2 separate regions of the Mus musculus genome follow, and region 2 is linked to region 1. A link is a contact called in public Hi-C data. All regions are on one chromosome and are shown on one strand. The core of a region is the stretch at or near the end of the contact, and the rest is flanking DNA. Distances in the headings are between cores, read along the strand shown. Region 1 has its middle 140 kb from the start of Gm39049. Region 2 has its middle 28 kb from the start of Tenm4.

Region 1 (5,461 bases), core at 1,233-3,732:
CCTGATGGCAATGCTAGAGGTACATTCAAACCTAAGCTTTGTCCCAGGCAGTGTGGCCGTCACTGCTTCTTTGCTGCGTAGTTCCTTCCTCCCTCCACTCCCACCCCAACACCTTCACCTCTCTTCTCCCCTTCATAGTCCCCTGCCTCTCCCTTTCTTGTCCTTCTCTTCCCCTTTCCCCTCTTCCCCTCCCCCTTTCCCTCTCTTCTCCACTCCCAACTTTTGTGGATGAGTTCCAGTTGCAATGATGATCATTGTTTAATTGTTTCCCCGCCTCTACAACCCTCTGTCTAACCTCCATTTCCTCCTTAGCACAGTGCTGTCTGTTTGGAAAATACAAGAGATCGTTGTTTTATTTTTATTAGAATGAACAGAGATGGATCATTTCTCAGAGCCCTTACCATGTCACCTGAGAAAATGCATGTAACCACTGTACAAGACAGGCTCTACTAACCAACAGACTACTTACTTCTGGTTAGCCATTGGTGTCTTAGATAGCAGTATTACAATGTGAGGAAGGCAATATTAAGGGAGAAAAAGATTATTCATTGTGTACACAGTAAATGCTAGGCTATTGGAAGAACTCCTATTCATTTTTTTGCAGTCCAGTCTTGACTGAATTAACTACTTTTCTTATTACTGTGACCAATAGGTAAAGAAAAAAATGACAAAAAAGCAAATTAAGAAGGATTTACTGTGGCTTACTATGTGAGAGAATATAGTCTATATATATTTTAGTGATAGGCTATACTAACAGTGAAGGCAGCAGGAGGCTGCCTGCTCACTTCTAGGCACACCAAAGAGAGGGACAAGAACTCTGGCACTCCTCTATAGTTTTCCTTCCCCCTTTCTATTCAGCCTGGGTGTCCAGCACATGGGGTGGAGCCATATACTTCAGGGTACTTCTTCTCTTCTCAGCTAATCCTCCCTAGAACTGTCTTGTCCCACAGATCTAGAAGTGTGTCTCACTAATGACCTAGATGTTTCTTAATTCAGTCATGTTGGAAATCAACATTACCTATCACAGTGGCCAGTAAATAGCAACTTCTGCTGGTAGAGCTTAGAGGTTAACTGCCTGCCCATTCCTTTATTAGTACAATTACTGAACACAAGTAACATCACCCTCTGTCCTTTGTCACCTTCTCCGTCCACTATTTTCTTACGTCTTAATCTCCCCCATTAGTTTGCCAACCTCTTCTCTTATTTCTTCCTTTTCTTGGCTGTTTAGCTTGGTTCCTTCAGGAAATCTTTGTTTCTATGAATGATACTGAACTCCACATGTTCACTGACCTTGAAGAGGTCATTGGAAAGCACTGAGCAAACTGTGCAGCATCCGTGTGCCTGGATACGTTCCTGCACTTCATATCCTCTTCCAAGCCAGACCTTCACTCGGATGTCATCTCCTCCAACACACATCCCTCTGACAGTCTGCTGCCAGCCTTTCTCCATGTTTGCTTCCTTTGCTAAGCCGGTAACTCATATAGTTAAGTGTCTCTACTGCATTAGTTCTCAACCTGTGGTCCATGAACCCTTTGGGGTGACATATCAGATATCCTACAAATCAGATGTTTATATTATAATTCCCATAACAGTAGCAAAATCACAGTTATGGAGTAGCAATGAAAACAATATTATGGTTGGGGGTCACCATAACATGAGGAACTGTGTTAAAGAGTCATAGCATTAGGAAGGGAGAGGACCACCCTTGTGATTTGTATGTGCCCAGCCCAGGGAGTGGTACTATTTATTAGAAGGTGTGGCCTTGTTAGAGTAGATGTGAGTTGTAGGCTTTAAGATCCTCATCCTAGCTGCCTGGAAGTCAGTCTTCTACTAGCAGCCTTCAGATGAAGATGTAGAGCTCTCAGCTCCTACTATACCATGCTTTTCTAGACTCTGCCATGCTTTTGCCATGATGATTTTAGACTGAGCCTTTGAACTTGTAAGCCAACCCCAATTTAGCATTGACCTAACAAGAGTTGCCTTGGCCATGGTGTCTGTTCACAGCAGTAAAACCCTAACTAAGACACACACTAATCTACTGTTATGTATTAGGCTTCCTGAGGACAGTAGCTTACCCAACTCCATCTCACATGCACCATGCTTGCTCCAGTGTGAGGCATAACAATAAGTGGATGCATATTACTTTTCTGACTGAGGGGATAACTATAGGCATTCTAACTGTATAAATACCGTGGAACTCATTCATATTAAACAGAGGAGCAGTCACAATAGTGTTTTTTTCCATAACTCTCACTTGGCAAAGAAAATGTCTTGAAAGGAATGTCTCTCTCTTGCTGGGATTTTTTTTCAGATTTATCTATATTTATCTGAGTTTTCTCTTATAATAACCATAAACTTTAAAAGAAAATGAATTCCTCTGGAAAAAAAATAGTGGCTGCCACTGGCTTTATGTCCAGGCCTCTACAGTTGAGATCTTGGGCAATTCCATAAAAGCCAGGAGGCAGAGCAGAGTGTGGGAACATAACCCAGACAGGCTGACTCATCGCTCCAGGAGCTGACAGCTGCTTTGGTTGCTGGTGATGTTTCAAGTGAAGGTTTTGATGACATCAGTGAAAATGAAGAAGCAAAGTCAACAGGCTAAAGATGGTTTTGGGGGGCGTTCAGATGACACATGAAAGGAAATGAGGGTTTCAAAAAGCCCACGGGCTGGCAGTGCCAAACCCCAAATGATCAGAAACTGCTTCAAGATGTGGCTGAAACCTCTGGATGGAGGTGGCACACAAGTCATCCTGCAGTCTTGGAGCTTTCCCATCCTAGGCCAGCTGAGAGGGGAGGTATGTCCTCTAACTGACATGACCGAGTGGGGGACTCTGTGGAGAGCTCTTATTTCCTGCCTTGAGGCCTTTGCAGATGTTGTCATTGGCAAAGGACCTACTGCAGATTCAGCTCTCTCCAGAGTAAATTTTTATCAGCAGAAGTATCTTGAAGCCATCTTTCAGCAGACACATGAGCACACCTGGCTACATGGACTTTCATTTACTGTAAGCAGCACCTGCTGTATGCAGAGCACCAGACTGCACTCTGTGATTATCCCATTAAAGGAATAATTAAGATTCCTGTCTCAGGAAGCCACCACGGTTGGAGGGACTTCAGCCCAACCTGGCTGGAGTGTCTAGGGTGCTGAGCTCCAATCTTTTTTTACTCAAAGTTTCATCTTTACAAATGGGTGGCTGCATCAGTTTCCCACTGCTGGCTTTAGTTCCTGAAAGAGGCTGTGCTGCCCTTGTCTGTGACCTTGAGCTCCTGCTAGACCTGCTAGTTCCTGCTGTTTCCACAATTTACTGGGCCATCTAGGGTTTAAGTCATGAAGCAGAACAGCCACTCTGCTAGCTATTTCTTCTATAGTGACAATATGTGCCATTTATGGAGTCCCTCCTATGTGCCAGCAATGCTCTATGCTTCTGCATCCATGGACTCACTTGCTGCTTACAACATGAAGTTTGTGCTTTCGGCACTGGTTAAGATATCTCTACGGTTCTACGTCTTAACAAGTGCGAACTGTGGGCCAAATGTGAAAACAAAACCAAACTTAAAGAAATAAATGACAGAGCTCAGGGCAACCACAGCCAGTGAAAAGGGAGAAAGAAAGGAACTGAGGCTAAACTGTGCTTATAAACACTGCCTCAGGGTTTGGCTTACCCAAGTCTGTAGAGGTCACAGTGAACATAGCTCTTTCTTAGGGCCTGGCGACCACACGCCAACTGACTGTGTGGAAGCTTGCAGGATGGGTCTAACCAGAGGAGGGGTTTTGTAGATATAGTCAACATTTAGAACAGATTGATGGTCAGCCAAGGCCACTAGCCTTGATCATGTGAGCGGGCTCACTCAACCAACTGAAGCCTCAAGAATAGAAGCACATATCTCGGGGAAAGGCAATTCTGCTTACGTCTGTAACATGAAACACTGCATAGGGTGTACCCTCTAGCACACCCCTCTAATGTCCTACCTAGCAGTGCTACCATCATGAAAACACAGAGAGGGCGTTCAGAGGTCGCGCAGCCGCGGGCTTGGTGCCCCGGACGGCGTCCCGGGCCCTCTGCCTGGGTCGGGAACCCGTGCTGGAGTGAACTGATTTTAACCTGCGGCCGCCGAGGCCTACATGTCACAGCCAACGCCGGCGCCACCCGCCATGCCCGTTTGAACCTCCACTACCTCCAGATTCTGAACATCAAAAAGCAGAGCATCTGCGTGGTGCATTTGAGGAACTTGGGGACATTGGACAACCCAAGCTCTCTAGATGAGACAGCATATGAAAGACTGGCGGAAGAGACCCTGGACTCCCTGGCAGAGTTCTTTGAAGACCTTGCAGATAAGCCCTATACCCTGGAGGACTACGATGTCTCTTTTGGGGATGGCGTGCTCACCATTAAGCTGGGTGGGATCTAGGGACCTACGTGATCAACAAGCAGACCGCAAACAAGCAAATCTGGTTGTCTTCTCCTTCCAGAGGCCCCAAGCGCTATGACTGGACCGGGAAGAACTGGGTGTACTCTCATGACGGCGTGTCTCTGCATGAGCTGCTGGCCAGGGAGCTGACTAAAGCTTTAAACACCAAACTGGACTTGTCTTCATTGGCCTATTCTGGAAAAGGCACTTGACTGCCAGCCAGATTCCAAGACATTCCAACATGAGACTTCTGGTCTCTTAGAAAGTCTTATATGCCGGGCCGTGGTAGCGCACGCCTTTAATCCCAGCACTTGGGAGGCAGAGGCAGGCGGATTTCTGAGTTCGAGGCCAGCCTGGTCTACAGAGTGAGTTCCAGGACAGCCAGGATGGCACAGAGAAACCCTGTCTCAAGAAAGAAAAAAAACAAAAAACAAAAAACAAAAAACAAAAAAAAAAACAAAGTCTTACACCACAAGTGCGCCCATGACATAACAGCTTCAAAATTTCTTACAGTGTGTGTGCTAATAACCTCCTGAAAAGGAAAAAGGCTCAGAGGGAGACATGAGTCGTTCCCACTCTTCCATTGTCTCTGAAAAGATACTCTAAGAAGTAACTTCTAAATGTCCCCAAGACTCCAAGTGTGTACACTTCTGAGTCCTGAGCAGCGAAGAGTCAAAAGAAACCATCTTAAAATGCCCTTTCATGCTTTGTCACCTACACTCGGTACCCAGGACCTGGTGCTATTACCGCCGTGCCTTCATAGTGGGGGTCATTTACACAGTCAGCAGCTACGACATGGACCTGAGATATCTGACATTTTTGAAAATTGAGCTGGGCATGGTGGGGCATGCCTTTAATCCCAGCAATCAGGTGGCAGAGGTATGCGGATATCTCTGTGAGTTTGAGGCCAGCCTGGTCTATAAATCATATTCCAGGAGAGCCAGGCCAATTCCACAGAGAAACCCTGCCTAAGGAAAATACAAAGAAAAATTGAGCTGGAGAGATCACTTAGTCCACACAAGCATGAAGACTCAAGTTTGATCCTAGGCGTCCA
Region 2 (5,461 bases), core at 1,044-3,543, 230 kb before region 1:
TCAGAAATGTATAAGGTTGGAGGTAGATGTGATAGTGCACACCTATCATCTCAGTACTTGGGAGCTGGAGGAAGGAGGATCTTGAGTTCAAGGACAGTATGGACTGTTTAGTGAGGCCCTATTTTAAATGAAAATCTTCAAGTTGGGAGAAGATTATGTCCATAACTTTCACCATTGTAGGCTTTGCAGGCTTACTTCCAGTTGGGTACTATAACTGCCTACTATCATTGTGTCGTTGTATTTAATTTCTTCTGTGTGTAAGGGAGACAAGCTACCTAGTCTTCTACGTTTCCAGATGGGGAGTCTGGGATCTGGCAGATAGTGTTGGAGGGAGCCATCTAACTCCAGCCTTGGCTCCTGAATACTGTCATTGATGACTTCTGGGAGGGACAGATTGACTCTTCATCTTTGGAAGAGGATTGAAGGTGGTTTAACCCATTGATGGCAATCTATCAAAGGACAAAAGACTATCTGAAGATCTGCGATCAGAGGAAGATGGCCACTATGCTGAAAGGACACCAAGTTGTGATATCAAGTGGAAAAGTAAAGGACAAAGTGAGTCAGGGGTATGACCTGGTAGAACAAGGACATTCAAAAGATAGATCCTATGAGTCAGATATGTCAGGGTCCCAAAGATTGGGGGAATCCTCTTTAGTTTCTTTTTGTAGACTGCTTTGTTATACTGAAGGCCTGTTCTCTACCAGCCTGCTACAAAAGCACTGACATACTTTGGGGAAGATCAAAGTTCAAAGACATGTTTCTACCTGGGATCTTTCCACCTTGGGTTGACTAGCAGACATGAGTTGGGAGTGGACCAAGAACATGGACACAAGATGATGGAAAGCTACCTCTGGTTTTCCTTGGTCAGCTGTAGGAACCTAAAGTTCAGATGGGGCAGAACAAGCTGAATACGGTGAATCATTTTAGTTTCTGAGGCCTCACAGAATCTGAACAGGACTCAGGTATAGATAAGGGGTATCCAGATGGGGTCCATTTTTATAAAATCCCTCAAAGATTAATGAACTTCAGGTGGCCTTTGAATTCGAATTGTCAAGAACAAGAGCCTTCAAGTCCGGAAAACCAAGCCTAAGCCTAGCTTGGTTATTTCCTAGGTGGCCATAGACAACAGCGTAGCTGGTCTGCACCTTACTTCATCAGTAGCAATGGGAGAAGTACTGAATGCATAGAAAACACACTGCACAATGCCTGGCATAGTCTCCAAGCAGTTAGCTTTGCTTGTTCTGACATCCTTTGACACCGGAGTGGGACAGAGCTACCCCAGCCTGAGCAAAGTGGAGAAATCAGATGTACTGGGAAGCCTGAAGTACAAGATGAAGGAGTGAAAAGTCCACACCTGGCACTGAGCAGCAAGAATCACGAATTAGGGAAGAGTGCACTGTTAAAGTCCTCTGCATTGAAGACTTTGTCCCCAACTGTTGTTGCTACTAGGAGGTTGTGAAAGTAATGGAAATTTTAGGTGGCAAGGACCAGAGTCAAGAGGCAGGTCAGGTGGAGTGTACCCTTGTAGGATATACTGGGAGGCCAGCCCTTCTGTTTCTCTTTCCTCCCTGGCTGCATGGGATGAGTGGTTTCTTGTGCCACATGCTTCCTACCATGATGTAGAGCTTGCTCTCAGTTCCAAAGTCAATTGGTCAAGTGAGCATGGACTAAAACTTCTGCATCCTTGAGGCAAAATATAAACTTTTCCTCCATTTAATTGGATTATCCTAGGTATTTTCTCAAAGTGATGGGAAGTTAACTGCTCATACCTTTTCCTTTGAGGCCTATAGGTCCCAGCCCTGCCCACCATCCTGGCCTGCGTTCAGTGTTCAATTTGTGTGTCTGGAAGATATGGCTACCAACAAGAGGATGCTGTTACATCTGTGCTCATTAGTATTCCCACACCTCTGCATGCCACCCTTTTGGCTCAAGACAGCTCTAGGTTTGAAAGGAGGCACTTTATGCCCTTCTTCATTCTCTCCCTCTTGGCTCCAGTTACATCCCTCTTTGTGACCTGGTTTCTCTACTCTTGCATGGCCAACCTCCTGCAGGCAGGGTCCTGGCCACTCACACAGCTGAATGGGAGACCACTTAGCTAGAGGCTGCCTCAGGGGCATCCTTTTGGGCTAGGTAATAGCCCCCACTGAGATAAGACACTGTTTTGATTGTTGACAGCAGTCAGGAGGCAGCAGATGTTCACTGGCCATAAAGGGCACAAGTCCTTGCTGGGGAGCTCAGTTGGCTGCAGAGAGATTGGGTGTGTTATTTTTAGTGCCTGGACACAGAGGTGCCAGAAGAGAATGCCAAGCTGGAAGGCTGCCTGCCCACTGAGGGCCGGGCTCCAAGGGCCCTGCCTGTGACTTTCAACTCTAGTTATTTGTTGTTGCTCTCTCTCTCTCTCTCTCTCTCTCTCTCTCTCTCTCTCTCTCTAAGACAAGGCTTCTAGGCTTGGCTGATGGGTATAGCCCTCTCTCTAGGGAACCAAGAGTCAGCTGAGAGGGTGACAGTCACCAGGGCCTAGACTGTTGAACTAAGTCCTCAACTCAAAGGCACGTCATTGCACCAGGGTTCCTCAGCTCCTGTGCCCTGCATATTAATGGCTGAAGAATCTGGACTTTGGAAGTGTGAGTGAGTTCCTTAAAGTTGTGTTCCCCACAAACTCCCGCCTCTTTGTTGCTTCTTTTTGGAGAATGCAGAGTAAAGTGTGGATAAGAATCCCTCCCCTCCTTTGCCTTAGTTATCCAGACCCTGTATGCTCTTTGGTTGGTGGTTCAGTCACTGAGGGCCCCATAGACCCAGGTTAGTTGACTCTGTAGGTCTTCTTGTGGTGTCCTCGACCCCTCCAGTTCCTTCAGTCCGATTCCCTGCTCTTCCACAAGACTCTGTGCTCTGCCTATTGTTTGACTGTGGGCCTCTGCATCTGTTTACATCAGCTTCAGGATAAAACTTCTCAGAAGACAACTCCTGGGGAGCATACATCCCATATGAAGATAAGAGTGACAGGAACACAGAGAGAGATTCAATTAGTGTTTGTTGTGAGACTTGCCAGAGTCCTCAAGAAGCTAATTTCTGACCTGAAAGCTTCCTGACCTGAAATTTAATCCCAGAAAAGGTGGCCTTGACCATATGTGATGTGATTGTGACACAAATAGCCTGTCAGGATGGTTTCTGTGTGCTGTGGCTATTTTAACTCATGCAGTTTCCATGCTTCTGGTAGGTAGGCACAGTGCTCATCCATTTTGTGGATGCAGAAACTGAGGCCTGAGATACTAAACAGCTTTTGAGGTTTACCCAGCCAGGGAGGAGAAGAGCTGGGGTTCCTATGGAGATCTTCTGGCTCTGAAATAGATGCCTAGAGCCATTCTTTGAGCACTTCCCGTGTCCCCGGCCTTGTGATAAACACCTTATAATCTTTGCTTCATTTGACCCTCACAACAACCCTTTTGCTATGGAGACAACAAAGAGAACCATGCTGGCCAAGGAATAGTTGAGATGAGGTTTGAACTCAGGGCTTTGGGGGACTTGTAAATCTCTAGCCTGGCTGTTGCAAAATAGAACAAAGAATCCTTAGGTCAAAGAGCATCTCACAATGTGTAAAATATACACGAAGAATGCTTCTTTAACTTGCTGGAAGCATTCACTGCTGCCAACATAGATCATCTGCTTCCCCAAACTGGAAAACTGCCTAGATTAGTCCCAGGTCCTGGAGCACCGTCTCTCTCTCTCTCTCTCTCTCTCTCTCTCTCTCTCTCTCTCTCTCTCTCTCTCTCTCTCTCTCTCTCTCTCCTGGATCTGCAACGGAGAAAGACTAAAATAAGATCCCATTTCTTCAATGTCCAAAACGTACCCCTCCTAGGGGCCATTCCTCTGTCTGCACTTTCATGGAATTAATGCTTTATAAATAATATAACTGGTTACCATACGGCTCATTCATTCATTCATTCATTCTCCCTCCCTCATTCATTTTCTCAACAAATGCTTATTAAGAAGATAGTATTGGGTCCAGCAAAAGGCTAAGGAAATGATCAAACCATGCTGCAAGTTAGGCTCTCCTAGAACTTGTATCCTGGTGGAGAAGAGAAGACACATGAATAAGTGGAACCTCCTTTAGTATTTTTTTTCTTTCCATTTTTTATTAGGTATTTAGCTCATTTACATTTCCAATGCTATACCAAAAGTCCCCCATACCCACCCACCCCCAATCCCCTACCCGCCCACTCCCCCTTTTTGGCCCTGGCGTTCCCCTGTTCTGGGGCATATAAAGTTTGTGTGTCCAATGGGCCTCTCTTTCCAGTGATGGCCGACTAGGCCATCTTTTGATACATATGCAGCTAGAGTCAAGAGCTCCGGGGTACTGGTTAGTTCATAATGTTGATCCACCTATAGGGTTGCAGATCCCTTTAGCTCCTTGGGTACTTTCTCTAGCTCCTCCATTGGGAGCCCTGTGATCCATCCATTAGCTGACTGTGGGCATCCACTTCTGTGTTTGCTAGGCCCCGGCATAGTCTCACAAGAGACAGCTACATCTGGGTCCTCCTTTAGTATTTTTGAAGATGAAGAGAGATGGGAGGGACTGGAATGGGAATGGAAGCTATTTTTTAAAGAAGATGCTGGAGAAGGTAAGCTGGACACTGAGCTTTGAGGAAGAGTGCAAGGAGGTAAGGGAGGCAGCCTGGATGCTCAAAGGTCCAGGCAGGTTGAGCACAGGAATGCTAAGCTTCCATTAGAAGCCATTCTTACCTTCACCGTGGCCCTGCTTTGGGGCAGTGGGAGAAGGGCGGTAGGAGATGCTGGAGGAATGTTTATTCATTTGATTGTTTGAGGAAAGTTTCACACTTTGCCAATGTGTTAATGGCAAACTTTGCAATAGCACTCTATAAAAGAGGAACTTAATTATGAACTAAAATATGTGTGACTGTGAGATATATAGATGGCACCTGGAAATCCTGGGAGTAACAAAGACACTGAGGAAACTGCATTAGCTTCAACTTTGGGCGATCACTTACCTTCTAAGTCACTGACATATCACCAAGTCACTGATTTGTCAGTGATTTAGAAAATCTCAGCTCTCCTCCATGACTGGTTTCCTGCTGTTCTGGGAGAGTCAGTCTCTTTTTCTATGGATTAGTGGTTAAGTTTCTTGCTCAGTCTCTGCATTGTGCTATCAGGTAAGGTAATGGATTGACTGTGTATATGAATGCATTTATGTTTGTATGTGCCCTTCTGTGGAGGCCAGAGGTCAAGGTTGGGTGTCTTCGGTTACTCTACACCTTGTTCTTTCAGACAAGGTTTCTTACTGAATCTGGTGCCCATCAATTTGGCTAGATAGACTGGTGAGCGAGCCACACGTATCCTGCCGTCTCCACCTCTAAAGCTTTGGGATTGCAGGTACATAGTGCTGTCCCTGGCTTTCACATGGGTGCTGGGGTTCTGAGTTCAGGTCCTGATGCTTGAATAGTTA

What was found. Hi-C and Micro-C count contacts between places; a contact is called where the count stands out from the background.
Region 2: a contact with region 1 is called in a Hi-C map of myocytes, with 1.5 times the contacts expected there. The contact joins two enhancer-like sites. A contact is called at or near these places in 3 of 484 Hi-C or Micro-C datasets (the C2C12 cell line, myocytes and nephron progenitors) and 1 of 115 datasets of contacts at active chromatin or transcription factors (astrocytes).

The regions. Positions count from the first base shown.
Region 1 is chr7:95,911,927-95,917,387 of GRCm38.p6, reverse strand. It overlaps the pseudogene Gm5037. Among named protein-coding and RNA genes, the nearest start is that of Gm39049, 140 kb to the right of the region's middle. Within about 2 kb of position 2,482, at least 18 of the 459 cell types and tissues checked have an H3K27ac peak or open chromatin away from gene starts, as enhancers often do. A contact at or near this core is called in myocytes, where this site is marked.
Region 2 is chr7:96,140,178-96,145,638 of GRCm38.p6, reverse strand. No RefSeq gene overlaps it. Among named protein-coding and RNA genes, the nearest start is that of Tenm4, 28 kb to the left of the region's middle. Within about 2 kb of position 2,293, at least 40 of the 459 cell types and tissues checked have an H3K27ac peak or open chromatin away from gene starts, as enhancers often do. A contact at or near this core is called in myocytes, where this site is marked.